Regions from separate parts of the Mus musculus genome. Here regions 2 and 3 are each linked to region 1. Evidence: chromatin contacts called from public Hi-C data. All regions are on one chromosome and are shown on one strand. The core of a region is the stretch at or near the end of the contact, and the rest is flanking DNA. Distances in the headings are between cores, read along the strand shown.

The links. A called contact is a pair of places that touch in the nucleus more often than the background predicts.
Region 2: a contact with region 1 is called in a Hi-C map of cerebellum, with 4 times the contacts expected there. The contact joins two enhancer-like sites. A contact is called at or near these places in 25 of 484 Hi-C or Micro-C datasets (the HPC-7 cell line, brain, cardiomyocytes and 13 more), 14 of 115 datasets of contacts at active chromatin or transcription factors (astrocytes, embryonic basal ganglia, embryonic brain and 11 more) and 1 of 9 other capture datasets (embryonic stem cells).
Region 3: a Hi-C map of muscle stem cells shows a contact between it and region 1, with 4 times the contacts expected there. The contact joins two enhancer-like sites. A contact is called at or near these places in 15 of 484 Hi-C or Micro-C datasets (cerebellum, embryonic stem cells, gonadal supporting cells and 8 more), 10 of 115 datasets of contacts at active chromatin or transcription factors (astrocytes, bone marrow-derived macrophages, embryonic basal ganglia and 6 more) and 1 of 9 other capture datasets (embryonic stem cells).

Annotation. Positions count from the first base shown.
Region 1 is chr7:37,371,366-37,376,276 of GRCm38.p6, forward strand. It overlaps a transcript of Zfp536 not described here. Among named protein-coding and RNA genes, the nearest start is that of Gm30483, 46 kb to the left of the region's middle. Within about 2 kb of position 2,691, at least 21 of the 459 cell types and tissues checked have an H3K27ac peak or open chromatin away from gene starts, as enhancers often do. A contact at or near this core is called in cerebellum and muscle stem cells, where this site is marked.
Region 2 is chr7:37,621,869-37,626,779 of GRCm38.p6, forward strand. All of the region lies in intron 3 of Zfp536 (zinc finger protein 536), which reads right to left. Among named protein-coding and RNA genes, the nearest start is that of 4930505M18Rik, 45 kb to the right of the region's middle. Within about 2 kb of position 2,428, at least 71 of the 459 cell types and tissues checked have an H3K27ac peak or open chromatin away from gene starts, as enhancers often do. A contact at or near this core is called in cerebellum and muscle stem cells, where this site is marked.
Region 3 is chr7:37,563,883-37,568,793 of GRCm38.p6, forward strand. It overlaps Zfp536 (zinc finger protein 536), which reads right to left. Exons shown (of 6, transcript NM_172385.2): 4 at 3,932-4,911. Among named protein-coding and RNA genes, the nearest start is that of 4930505M18Rik, 100 kb to the right of the region's middle. Within about 2 kb of position 2,374, at least 35 of the 459 cell types and tissues checked have an H3K27ac peak or open chromatin away from gene starts, as enhancers often do. A contact at or near this core is called in muscle stem cells, where this site is marked.

The DNA.
Region 1 (4,911 bases), core at 1,441-3,940:
GCATCCCGAGGAAAGAAATTTCTTCAGGAAACAAAAGGTTGAGCCCCAGGCGCAGAGGAAGCAGGAGGCAGATAGGATCCTCATGATGAGGAAGGAAAAGTTAAGTTGTCCAGAGCCCCTATCCTATCCAGGCTCACTTGCTCCTTTATTGAACATCAACAAACAGTGTTAGAGGCAGAAGGATGCAGGAGAGAGTGGACATACTCTGCAGTTTTGCTTCCGGGTCGGACTCCCCAGTCCCCCAGGCCTTGCCAGCAGAGACCCTGCTCTCCATAGTAATTATGGAGGACACCATTCCAGGGGGCATTTCCCTCCATTCCTGGCACTTACCAGTGTCAGTCTGTGCATAAATACAATTAGATTTGAGAGTTCTATTACAAAAGCCAATAAAGCGGGCCTCGGTAGAGATTCTAAAATTACTTAACTTTTCTTTAGAAAAAAAAATATTAAAACAGCATTATCACATCAGTGTGAAGGAAAGACACGGAGATAATAAAGTTATGTTAAACCTCCCTATATTTACTCATGTGTGAAACAGTTATGTCTGGTCACATAATTGCGATGGTTCTGAGGAATATTTCATATTTTATAATGAACATTAAAAGAGTTTGTGGATCATTACTTTATACGAGTTTCAAAGTTATTACATAAAACCCAATAGGGATGGTTATAAATTATCCGATCCTCCGGCCTGGCCTTGGTAAACATAACATGAATTCTGAGACACTGTGGCAGGCAAGATTCATGAGAAGAGGTTTAAAAAGGAGTCCCACCCTCCCTCGCATTTTAAAGGGGAAGAGAAGACCACAGTGCTTGTAGCTTGCTTTTAATATTGTTGTATCTGTTTGAACCCCCCCCCCACACACACACACAGAGAGAGAGAGAGAGAGAGAGAGAGAGACTCTCAGATACTGGCCTCCCTGGTTCATCTCTCATTACCCTATCTGAGGTCTCCTGGTCATTGTGGAATTCTTGAACTTTTGAAGCACAGATTTAAAATAATGTACTTAGTAAAGGAGACTCTGGCCAGCTTGAGTGTGGCAAACAAACATGGCTCTGGCTGGCTCACCTGTGGGTCCACAGCTGTTTATTTTTCAAAAGAAGGAGATCTTGTCTTTAAAACCTTAGACTGCATCTTTGCTGAAGCTAGAGAATTGAGAACATTTTCTGGATCGTCTCCTGCAAGTTAGTTAAACACCGAGACTGTTAGGATCAACATAGATGTCTGTCGTTTGCTTGGACATACTCGTACTATGTTTTGCTCAGGGGAGGGGGACTGCAGTGGTGGTGGTGGTGGTGGGGATCCTGCAATTCCCTCTGAAAGAATCCTCAGTTCCTACTTGGTGCATGAGGAAAATTTAAAGACCAGGAGAGAGGTAGCTTGGTGGATAAAGACAGAGGAGACCAGAGCCTCTGGTGATGTGATGGGCCTGCCCTGGAGATGTTGTAGCCTGGGCACCCTGACGAGACTCCCCAGGGAGATCTTTGCTCCCCTGGTTCTCAGAACCGCTTCCTCCCTCCGCCCAATCTACAAACAGAATGGCTCTGTGCACCCTGGAGAGTGGGAGAGGGGTCACTAGTTAGTTCTGCACCTAGGAACCTCCTGAACCTGTCAGCTCTGCATCTTGCCCTGGGCTCTGTCCCCTTCCCGTGGAGCAGCTGTTAGGGAGGTTTTCTCAGCAAACAGATGTCTGCTGGAGAATTGAAGGCTGGGAGTTGGAGGCCAGCTCCCGACTGTACTTTGAATTATGTCTGCCTTGATCATTACGCAGTCATTCACATATATTTTAGACATCAATATTGTCTAGAAATATTCTCCAGTCCTCAATGCTATTTATATGCTTCGATTCTTCTCTCTGCTTCTGCTCCGAGAGTATGCTCCATGCTCTCCCAGAGCCACCGACTGCTTTCATATCATTTTCATAAATATTTTTATTGGGAAGGGCTTGCCATTTTATTCTAAATTATTTCTCTCCACGCTAAGCAGAAGCCAGCACTCCTGGGGTGCCCAGGAACCTTCCTAACCTGTTTGGATGGGAGCTGAGCTGGTTCTATGTGGCTTTAAAGGAAAGAATATCTTATGGTGTCTCTTCCCAGACAGGGAAAATTTTGACACTAACAAAAGATAGGTTATAATGATGTCACTTTGGTAAAGCCATGGCAGACAGGACTCTTATTTATGTTAGAAACACTGCTTTGGCTTACATCTGATGTCTGCATACAGCGTAAGTCTTGGGAAGGAAAAAGAGCTCATGTGTAGTATGAGAGAAATAAGAAGTACAGGCATGAGGGTTGGAGAGATGGCTCAGTGTGTAGAGCATGTCTGCTTTTACAGAGGACCTGGGTGTGGTTCCTAGCACCCACACGGCAGTTCATAATGATCTGTAACTCCAGCAACAGGGGATTCTCTGCTCTCTTTCAGAGCCCCTGCATGTTGGAATGGAAAGGCACGCATGTGATACACACACAGACAGGCAAAACATCCAAACACACAAAATAATTTACAATCTTAAGTAGAACTACGTACAGGACTTGAGTGAGTATCAAAGACTGAGAATATTTTGGAGCAGAGAGCATCACCCCGAGATCGGGAAAACTGTCCTACCTCCTCGCTCCCTCGCCATGTACGGGCTGTGCCTAATCCAGGCTGCCAATAACCTGATCTGGCCCTGGCATGAGCTGCCTCCCTCCCCAGCAGTTCTCCAAGCAGCCTCTAGGTGGTGCTAATACTGCATAGCTCCAGCTTTTCGGCACAATGAAAACATTAATTTGCTATGAGATAATTTTTGACGTAAATGTAAAATGGTGCCCATTCGAACTCAGTAATGAAGCATGGTGCTTTCTGCGGCTCCTAATTTGACTAGTTAAATGACTCCATTACGTGTCTAACAGACAGAAGCAAATAATTTCTGGTCAGTTGATGTTCACTTATCCGTATCATTTTGCCCTGAAAATAAAAAGTCTCTAATCTACAATTCCTTTGTCTTGGTGGGTTTTTTTTTTGGGGGGGGGGTAAGATTATTAAGGCAAATATACTTAAATAATTCAGGTTAAAGTAGTACAGAGTAACAATTAAAACGCCAGCGTGTGTGCCTAATAGAGGCAGCACAAAACCGGAAACCATTTTCAAACTACCCTAACCTTTGCCCTGTCCCTTGGTCTGGGGTATTTAACAGAAGACTTGAGAGCTAAAAGAGAAAGAATCCATATTTCCAAACCCATTGTCCCCTGACAGCTAAAAACGGGCTGCTGCTGTCTCCTGTTCACTCTGCCACATAACTTTGAAGATTTTTGGACACATCTCAGTGTAGCAAAAATAAAAAGTAAAAATAAAATAATAATAATAAAATACTGCTTTAAAAAATATCAAGTGATGACTAATTTTGCCCAAAGGGGGGAAAATGGTTAATATTGAATCTTAATGTTCCTCATCTAAACGCTTTTTTCTTCCTGCTAAAAACAAGTTTCGAATTAAAGCATATCGGCTTACACATATTGCATGCATATTAGCGAGACACAGCTGTGTATGTCCCCCTCTTAAGAGCCATATGATTAAGTTATGAGATATCATATAATCCAAACTCTTTCTCTATTGGTCACCTTTTACAGACAAAAGCTTTTTCGTTTTTAGGTTTATTAAATGACAGAGCGTCCGACTCTGTAAGTGTTCCAGTCGTTATAATGGAGCACCTGTGACTTTGATTCCCTTCCCTCCCCCCCACTCCTCACTCACAAAGTCCATCTATAAATCGCTACCAAAATGGCCCAGGGGCTGACTGGGGCCAACCCTCCACGTCTGCAGCAGCTGCTGGTAGCTCCTTGACAAGGGTGGAGACCTCGGTGTGGACCTGGGTCTCAGAAATCTTAGTAAACGTCAGAATGACATGCCCCAGCCATGCCACCCCATAACTCCGAGGCAAGGGACAGTGGCCTCTCTTCATGAAGAACCAGTAGTTGAGAGAAAGGAGCTCTAAGGCTCCAAGGGAGCTCTTAGCTCTCGCTTCTCGTGTGTGGATCTGTGAGGCACCGTCTAGCAGAGTACAACATGGTAACTTGAAAATATGGTTTAAATGATCGTCACCCTGCGCCACTCCCCCCCCCCCAAAGTAACAGGCTCTCTGACCTAATTAAATCCACTTTAAAGAAACCAACTGGCGTGTGTGTGTGTGTGTGTGTGTGTGTGTGTGTGTGTGTGTGTGTGTGTGTTTTGTGTGGACAGCCTTTATTAAGCTTTTAAAATCGCAAATCCCTTTGTGCGTGCAAACTCCAGCAGTTTCCATGTTCGGGTGAGGGACACAGAACACAGACTATGTCTTTTGATGTGAAACAATGTCAAAAGGACTAATTATGAGTCATACTTTCTTGAAATTTTTGTTGGCTGATGTCGCCTCTGCAATTGGATCCCTGCATAAGGCCAGCAGCTCTTGCCGGAGGGGAGAACCTGGCACCTTCTGTTCCTGGGCCATCACCCTGGCCCTTTGCTGTTATGTAGGTCGAGAACGCCCGTGGGTTTCTAGGAAGGATCTCACTTTTAAACTTGGCATGGAAGTTACAGCTGGAGAGCAATGTCGTAGCGCAAAGATCTGTCTACACTGTGCGTGCTGAAAGAGGAAATGAGGTCAGGAGGGGCAGAAGAGAAGTGCATCTAAGGAAGGCTTCTTGGGACCTCAGGTCAGGCTCAAAAGCTGCTCCTGTAGCCCATGTTCTTCACAGGAATGCCTGCTGCTCCAAGTCTCTGAAGACAGTGGCTGGCAGCTTTTAGAGGGGCAGCCCTTTATCTGAGTCCAGGGAATGCAGGCCAGAGAGGAAGCAAATCCCACCTGAGGCTGAGCCCACAATGCTACCTGAAAGTGAGGGAGTCCCTGGATAGCAAAAACATAGAGTTAGACACAGGGGCAGGTCAGAGGCTGC
Region 2 (4,911 bases), core at 1,178-3,677, 250 kb after region 1:
GGACCTATTCAGGCTGGTGTAAAGAATGAGTCAGAGAGATGAAGACTCAAGCAGAGACCTCAGGAGGGATAAGTAGATCTATGGGGAACTTCAAAAGCTTACTGAGATCTTGCTAGCAGTTGGGACACAACCAAGCCACCCCAATAAGCCACACAACCATGTCATTAGACACAGAATATGTCAAAGTCCCAAAGCTAAGATGAGGCTGGGTTCTATATGCTTTTAGCAGTATCAGTGCTGGCCTCTGAGCCTCTCAAGTCATGAGCTGAAAGACATCTCATGGTCCACAAAGGGGCTGAAGTTAGACTTGGGGCCTACAAAGGATACAGTCAGAAAGGGGGTAGCACTTGAACACCAAAACAATCCATATATGGGTCCTGGCCTGTAAATAGAGCTCAAGTAGAAAACATGCAGGACCCTGTCACATCTGAAGCTACTGAGACTGAAGGCTGATTTCAAGGACCCTATGCCTGGTAGGAAAGCCTGCTGCCCCTCCCTGCCTGGGCTCTTCTACCTCAGTGATGTGTTCTTCTTCATGTCTGTGCCCAGTATTGGGACACATCTCTTGGTCACAGTATTCCAGAGATCCTCTATCCCTTTCCTGGGTCCCTACCTCAAGATTGGCATGTCCATGCCATGCCTCTATGTGTGGCCATGCCCTCAGTATCCCCTCTGTGACTGGATTATGAGTCCCTCGGGCACCTGAGTAGTAGATGCCTCAAGATATGCTGGCCATTCACAGAGGGATCACCGTGTATAATGAGCTGGGTGGTAAGTGACATAATAGCAAGGTCCTGGCCTCATGAGGCACATGCACCATGAGGGAGGTAGCAGAAGTCAGATGAGTGGATGAAATCCGCAGGGGGTGCCACGAGGAAATTCAGCTGGACAACCCTAGAGTGACTGCCGAGGGGCGTTTGGTGGGTCTAGTGGTCCCTGGGGGCCTTCTGAGGAAGGAGCACCTGACTTGCCTGGAGTTAGCTGCCTCCACAGTTTATATTATAGCAGGTGTGCTTTCTAAGATTTCTGTCAGACATAGTCAAAAGTGGCCCGAAAATATTGAATGGGAAATTCCAGGAGCAGACAATTTGTAAGTTTTAAATCACCTCTTATTCGCTTCATGCTGCTGTGTCCTGTCCAGGCTAGCAGATTCACCCCCTGACAAGCTATCCAGCCATCTTCAGGCTCTGGTTGGGCCTAATTTTGGAATTAAACATCATAGTAAAGGCACTTAAATAGAAAGTTGCTTTTATTCAGCTTAGGGGTGTATCCACTGGGTAGGGGCTCTCCACAAATACTCCATAGGTCAGGAGGACTGTTGCTGTAAGTCTGCCTACCTCTTGACCCTGACCAATTTTGTTTTCTTAGCACTGGTCCTGCTCAACCACTGTCAAGAACAAAAAGCACTCTCAAAGGCCAACCTGAACACCATGAAGGTGCTAATGAGTATCTGAGGCAGAACCTGATGTTCTGGCCCTTCAGAGACTCTACCTCTACTGGCCAGTGATGGGTGAAGGGCACACGGTACTCAGATGGGAGATCCCCACTGCTTCTGAAATCGGGCCTTTTTGAAGTGTAGAATCAAACAGAAGCCACAAAGATGAGCCCTCAGACCTGAAGAGACACAGCAGAGATCTGCATGGTGGCCAAGAACCACTGCCATAGTAGACAAATAGGTAGGTTTGGGGGTGAGGGATATCAAGAGTGTTCAAGTTGTGAGTCACAGGCACATGGCACTTGGTTCTCACTTAGCAAACAATTGGCCTTCAATTGAGCACCATAGAGCATGGGGAAGGAAAAGGGTATGATGCCCACCTGGCATGTGCATGGACCCATACACATACTTCCATTCATGTGTCACTCACGACATACATACAGGTCTAGACCTCCCAGGCTACCTACAAGAACAAACCTCATAAAACATATATATAGGGGCGTCCTGTGCACACCATTAACCTCAACTGCACACACACACACACACACATACACACACACACACACACACCTACAACTCTCTAGGCCACCAAGTGCACAGGATGCCAGCACTCAGGAGCACACACCAGCAGGCACAGTGACAGATGCTCATTCTATTCTCCCTGGCATCCACACCGGTGTGCAAATTCAAGTCCACACACTGTCACACTACAAGCATGTGCACTCTGTCACAACGGCTGGCTTTGCTCTTGAACATCCCAGGCTATCTAAAGAGCAAGTTCCAGAAGAAGGTGACAGGAGGGCACCAAGGCCAAGCAGTGTGGAACAGGGAGGGACCCGCGGTGCAGCGGTGCTGTGCGCAGGTAGCTGGGAGCCCCGCGGTGATTACTATGCACCAGCAGCTGTCTCGGCGCGGTGACGGCGCCTCTAATTGATCTCATTATCTCCCCCTCCGTAAGGTGAAGTGCGGCCGCTCGGCGGGGCCCGGGCGCGGGCTGGGGCCGGCTGGCAGGCGGCGGGGCGGGCGGCGGATGAGGGCAGCGTGAGATCGCGAGGCCGCCTTGCCACCGAGCGCCACCGGGAGCCACCGGGCGTCGTGCCAGTGAACGTACGCGTGAGTGAGTGTGTGTGTGTGTGTGTGCGTCTGTGTGTGTGTGCGCGCGCGCGTGCGTCTGTATGTCTGTTCGTGTCTGTGTGTGTGTGTGTGTGTGTGTGTGTGTGTGTGTGTGTGTGTCCGCGCGTGCGCGCGTGTTTGTGTGAGTGAGTGTGACCCGTGAGCTGGCCTTCACACACATCCCGGACCCAAGCGGCGTTTTTCTGGTCACTCCCAGAGTCTTTGGTAATTGCATGAATGCTGTTATGTCTGGTTTCCCCATCATCACCTTGCTCTCTCTCTCTCTGCAAGGGCCGCGCCTACAAGTTTCCCCTCACCCCCTCTCACCGCCGCCCACCCCCCACCCCCACCTCAACCCACGACACCCCGCTCCTGTTAGAACCAACAATGATCCTCAATTAACCCTGTGCCCAGGGCCGCCTGCGTGTGAATGCTACGCTCTTCAGGCTTATGGCCGCAGAACCCCGCTGGGCCCGGGGCCAGTCTTCCTCCCCCGCAGGACCTGCAGGGGGCTCAGGGTAGCGGGGCTGCTACCCTTGCCTGGCTCCACAACCCACCTCTCCCTGCTGCGGAGAGAGGCCAGAAACAGCCTGAGGAGTTGTAGGAGGGGGGCCAAAAGGAAAGGAAAAAAAAAAAAAAAAAAAAGGAAACACTCAGTTTGTTGTGTTTTCTTGGGGTTTGTTTTCTTGCCAAAAAAATTACCCCCTTTGTCTTTGCGCAAAAGAGGCAGTGCGGGCACCTTCTGCTGGGCGCCGACACGGTGCCAACGCGCCTTGCTTAAGGGCGGCTTCTGTTCCTTTTCTAGCCTCCCCAGATATATTTTTAACATACAAAACACTATATTTAATTGGTTATAGATCTCCGTTCTCTTAGCACTACTGGATATCACAGAAAAACACATTAGTACAGAACAATTAGTACAGTGGCAGTAAACAACTAAGGCACTATTAAGCTGTGGGTGATTAAATAGCATTACTTTTTATTTTTTTATGGTGCTAGACTCAAAGATGGAGGAAATATAAAATATATCTATTTTCATTACTATTCGTAAAAATATATAAAATGTAAATATAACAGGTGTTTTACATTTCTTAAGGTATTATTTATGCCGAGCATTTCAATCAGTAGGCAGATGCTTCCCCCCTTTTTTAATAATAATAAAAAAATTATTTCTTTATATACTTCCAGGCTTGTATTTTATATCCTCATGTACCCGGATATTTAAGCAGAAATATTACTTAATTGGAGTTGCATACTTGGGCGAGAAATTACTCCCATACCTATGCCATAATTAAAAATAATAATAATGAGGCTTCCATCTAATCTAACTATATAGTAGATGGTGTCTGTCTTTCCAAAGAGCAGAGGGGGGTCACTGTGTGTTACAGGAGTTGAAGGCCTTGCAGGGTGGGGGTGACAGCTGGGGCTGGGAGGGGTCCACCTTGCTCAGAGTGGGCAGCCCCAGCGCCCCACTGCTGCCCATGGCAGCTCAGCTCTGCCTCTGAGTGTGTGTAGATCATCCTAGGCGTTCTGGCGCATCCTTTCCTAGGCATCTGATTAAGTTAACAATATGCTGCTATTTGCATGCAGATTTGCGGGGCTTTCTCTCCAGCTGCTCCCTGGACTTGGTCGCTCTCTGCGTTGTGATAGGCACAGCAGTCCCTAAATGCAATCTTTGTCAGGCCCAGGTGTGCTCTCATTGAGGACGCCTTCCTTCCCAGCAATTTTTCTTTCTGTAGCGTTTATAAGGCTCTATTATAGTATAGCCACATCTGGAAGAAAATTCTCCTATTAATTATATACTTTTACGGCCAGGAAGACAAATTCTAAGAGATACCAACATTTTCGTTGCTGTTGTTTTTATTTCTTTGACAGGCTGGGTTTTATTTTATTTTGTGTTGTGTTGCCAGGCATTTCAATATTTAAAGAGCCATTAACCAATGGAGGATGTGTGGATTTCGAGGAAAAAGGAAACCACAGCGTCAGCCTCACCAGAAAAGGCCAGAGGAATGACAGCATTGAGATTTTAGCAGGCCCCAAAGCCTAAGTGAGAAAAAGTCTTCTCTACTAAAGTGATATATATATGTGTGTGTGGATAGATAGATAGATAGATAGATAGATAGATAGATAGATAGATAGATAGATAGATAGATACACATACACATACACATACATATACATACATATATAGCCATTAACCTTTAACCTAGCCACTACCAAGTGGACAAACTCACTCCCAAATCACCAGACCATCTGATCCCTTCACAGTCTGAACAGAACCAAACTGAATCAGCTGACCCACAGGCTGCCTTCTCTGTGTGGCAGGGGTAATTTTCCAATCCAGTTTGAGTCAGATAAAAAGA
Region 3 (4,911 bases), core at 1,124-3,623, 190 kb after region 1:
GGAAAGGAAGAAATCTATCATATCACTATCACCAATGTATTGCAGGGAGGTGTGGATAAAGGCCTTTGATGCAGTGGTCAATGGGTCTAGGCGGGATGGAGACCCAGCATCTCAGGAATGCATTCTAGCAACAAAAGCAGACCGACCCCCAAGGCTTTTAGCCCAGCTGATCAAATAATCCTTGTCCAACTCAAAATGCTAGAGCAGAAGAAGTAGGGGTTAACGATATTTCCATCTTTGTATCTCTCCCTCCCTGGCTTCCATTGATCATGCAACTTTGCTGACTTTATTTAATGAACGGAGGGTCAATGCATTCAATTACCCCCTTCCCACCATCAACACTTCAATTATCCCCTCTCCAAAATGATGGGGGATTCAGAAGGTAACTGCCCTGTTGGATATAATGAACAGTATCGTTTCTTAGTACATTAAGTTTTAATTATACTAAGCATGATTTCCAAAGCAAAATCTGAAGAAACAGAACTTCAGTTGTTTTCTGACTCAGAGCAGAAGCGAGGATACAGCGGTGGCTTGAGAGGAGGTTTTAGGGAAAGATGCGGAGATTAATGCCATCAGAGCCTTTGCAGGCAAGCCAGAGAACCAGGAGGCATCACAACAGTGGGCCCTGCTTTTTAAATGTCATAAAAGAGTAAAATTTATAAGCTGACGCTCTCCAAATAGTTTCGCTTTGCATTGCACACAGAAGCAAACGACATGGACTATGGTGTGAAATAATAAATGAATCAAACAACAAACAAACAAACAAAAACAACAAAGGGAGATGGGGGGGGGGTGGCTGATCTGTGTGGCAAGTCCTGCCGCTTGCTTTCCTGTTAGAAAATATGACCCCTCTGCCTGTCAGAGGTCCTGGTTCTCGCGGTTGATCTTACGCTCGGTTCCCAGCAGTTTGGAGAGGCAAAAGAACAAACACATTTTCTGGTTCACTGGAATCATTTTCACATGTTCACTGATTCAAACATTCTTTTGCTCACATAACAAACAGCTGCATCCCACATTAGCCTAGCCAGTGACAGTCGCCCATCTCGGCAATAACTGTTTGATTGCAAACTTGACCCCTTCTTCGTCTCGGTCTAAGCAAGACATTTTTAAACAGCCACTCGGTTCCCAATCCTCCTTTGCAAAGAATTACATCAGATAACAAAGGACGTCTCTGCCACTCATTGTAAGCCTTCTTCTAGAGATCTATTCTAAGAGGCTCTGCTAAAAAGGTTTTTTTTTTTTTATGATGAATTCAAAACTACTATCATGTTAAGAGCAGCGATTTATAAAGAAGAATTCATTGGTTAAGATCTGAAAAAATAGTTTCTCAGGCCCTACTGACCCAGTTTTCAACAAAAAAAAGAATCAAGCCATGCAAATGAAGTTTTGTGACATTGTTATGCACTCTGAGAAATTTGTAAGGCCGTGTTTTGCAGTTATTTCTTAATAGAAGCCTTAATAAGTACTTTTTTTTTCTTTACTTAAGGGCTTATATTTCCCCCTCCCCTTCACCTTGCAGGTTTCTAACAGGTAACAATAAAAATACCATTGTGTCAAGAGTTTTATTTAAATTCGTCTTTGAACCGCACTTTACACGAGTCACACTTGTTAGACAGAGGGAAAATGGACCAGATTCGGTGGAGAATCCGAAATCCCAGCCAGACCTGAATGTCCTCAGACACACAGCTGATTTGAGCAGCAGAGTGGGCACGCCATCCATTTCCCCACTTACTCGGGAAATTATGAAAGGGTCTGATTTGAATATGAAGAAAAACAAAGAAGTCAAGCCCCAAATGAAAGAATCAGCATTCACTGTAAATCCTTCACCAAGGAAAATAAAGTGGAGAGCTAATGCCAGCCCAAGTATGATTCGCTTTTGACCAAGGTTGCTTCTCTTAACAATAAATAAATAAGTCTGGGGTTTGCTTTTTCTTCCAATAGAGTGTTTGGAGATGGGGAAGCAGCAAGCAGCTGGCTATCACTTGGCCAGAAGGTGATAAAAACATAGTAAACAGGTCCTTAATAGAGCCGAACATTTGGTATTCGATTTTATGCTATAAGGCCCTCTTGCTTCAGCAGGTCTGGGAGAGGGAATGGATTCTGTCGGTGTCGCTCCAGAAACTTAGGGAATCCAGTCTGCTTCCTGATCTCTGCCCCTGACGCAACACTGGAGTACACAACAGTGGAAGAGGCCCCTTTCCAAAAGCTTGGAAAGAGTCCCTGGAGAGAGGGGAGAGATGCCTGGAGCTAACCAACCCATCCTGACAGAGCTGCCCTCCAGTGACAGACAGGCCGGACAGCTTCACAACTTCCCTCACAGACAAGGCCCCTCCCTGCAGTGTGACCTCATCCTCCTGTGGTCCTCACATCCTTGTTAGACTCTCACGAAGCATCTCGTCAGTAATAAATCGCCAGCGAGTCCAGGACTCCACGAGCAGACAGTGTGTTTCATGGGTATTTAAGCAGCAGCATTAAGTGCTATCGGAATCTCTGGAATGTGTAGTTCAGATTTATGTGTATTAACCATTCTTTACCGGCTTGTAATAAGCCGGCACACACACTCGTGAGTGAGCACCCGCACACATACACATGCGCGTGCACACACACACACTTTATTCTAGTTCTAATTTTGTTCTAGAAGAAATTGCAGCTGAAGTGAGAGAACATCAACAAAATGTAATGGCATCTAGCTAGTAACTACAGCAGTGAATCGCCTCTGCAACAGAAATAACAGCCAAATAACAGAACACACAGGCACACACACACACACACACACACACACACACACACACACACACACACACGAGAGAGAGAGAGAGAGAGAGAGAGAGAGAGAGAACTTTTTAAAAAATGACCCTTAGCAACACACTGCCACATCTTTAACAGTGGGCAACGCGATGCCTCGAGGTGCCTCAAACTGTCTTTCATTTTCCAGACTTAATGGCTGATTGCAGAAATCAATGTTGCCATTAGTAACAGGGTATTTGTTATGGCATGATTTCCTCTGTTGTTAGGCAGTAGAATGATTACAGTATTAGCAAGGTGCTTTCTTTATAAAGGGCTGGAGATATAACTTTCAATTTACTATCCATTAGTAAAGGGACTTTGGAAATACAGATGAAGGCAACCTCTTACCTGCTCTTAGGTAGCGATTTTAATTTAGACATCTTAGACTAGTATATTTATTTTTCCTTCCTTCCATTTATTTTCTCCCCCTCCCCCCGAAACAGGGCTAGGATGCTTCAGCATTTCATAGACATTTTTGATGACAGATTTTTCTGCTTTGCTATTTTAGACCCTAGAACTGTATCGCCCGTGAAACGCGGCGGGCGCAGTGGAAGGCGCGCAGGCGTACATCTGTGTTTTCAAACCTCTGTGTGCTTGGCTAAAACAATCAGAGGAAAAGTGCTGTGGCTTTCGGGGCAGGTGGGCCAGGCTGGAATTTCAGAATGGGACAGGATGTAGAGAAGGAAGGCTGGGAGAGAACTTTCAAAAGAAAGGTTTGTGTGGAAAAAGTTACAGGGTTAGTTAGGAATGGTTACCCTCCACGTCTGGAGCCAAGCATCAGCTCCTGGGTTCCAGAGACAAAGCTAAGAACCAGGCTAGACTATAAATGGAACTGAACAGCAGTGGGGAAGGGCAAACTGAGCCCATCAAAAAGCATGCTACCCTCCTTACCACGGGGGATGAGGTTCAGCTGCCTTTTGCTGATAGCCATGGTTCAAGGTCGAAAGGACAGCCCTGTCTTTGGAGTGGGGCATCACCCTGAAGGAAACAGACATCATCTAGCCTCCAGCCTGCCACATTTTTTGGTCCAGCTACTCTAACTGCAGTACCATCTTAAGGCCTGAGGTCAGTGTGCAGAGAACCAAGCAGTTTAGGGCAGGAGGCAGGGTCCTTCTACTAATCCCCTTTCCTCTTGCCAACCTACCTGAGGAAGATGGTGAAGAGGGGTGTGGACTATCCTCTTGGGCGCTTCCGGTCTGCGACAGGCCACCTCCGGCCCCACTCTCCTCAGTCACGTTAGAGGAGCCAGGTGTGGTGGAGCGGCTCACTGACTGGGACTCCTGGTCGCTGCCTGAGCCTCGCCTCTCCTCCAGGCCCACACCCACGTGCAGAGCGTCCTCATCGCTCTTGCGGTCCCGCTTGTGGACTCGAGAATGCACGACCACCTGGTGGTAGGTTCGGAAAACCCGTCCACAATCCGGGCACTCAGTGGGTTTCTCTTTCATGTTCCCAGGACCCTGCAGGTTGTAGTCTAGCGTCTGGTTGAGCCCATGTGACAAAAATTCCCGACTGCCTTCTAGAGGGTCGAGCTTATTTGGCAGGTCTCTCTGATTGCCCACTTTAGTGCTGTGAACCAAATCAGCAGGCATTTTCTGCTTGGAGCCATCTGCTCCCACTAACACGTACTCCCGCTTCTCCTTATCAAACAGAACTCCGGTGTTTGCCAAAGGGTCTTCGTGGTTGCGCGAGAGCTGATGCTCTTTAGATAAGAAGCCGTGTTCCATGGCCATGCCCCTGGCCATGAGCTGCCAGGCCTGATAGCTATTCACAGGGTCCATTTCTGCAGCTTTGGCAGCTGCCTGCAACCGCTCGATGCAGCTGGATTTCAGTGGTGGCACGAGGTTGAGGCAGCCCAGGAGGGAGTGCTTGTCCCCCTCGGGGACACTGTGAGCCATACTGGAAATGGGAGACAGTAGCTTTCCCAGAACCTCCTTCTCCTTGGCCGGGAGCTCCCCCTTGCCATAGAGCTGAGAGGGCTCATTCAGACTGGCTTTGTCTGGGGCCATAAAGCCACTCTGCAGGCAGGAGAGGTACCTAGAGTATAGGTTGGCATGGGCCTCCTGGGACAGGCCACCCATGGGCACCGCCACCTCAGGCTCAGTGGGGGATTTGTTCTTCACCGAT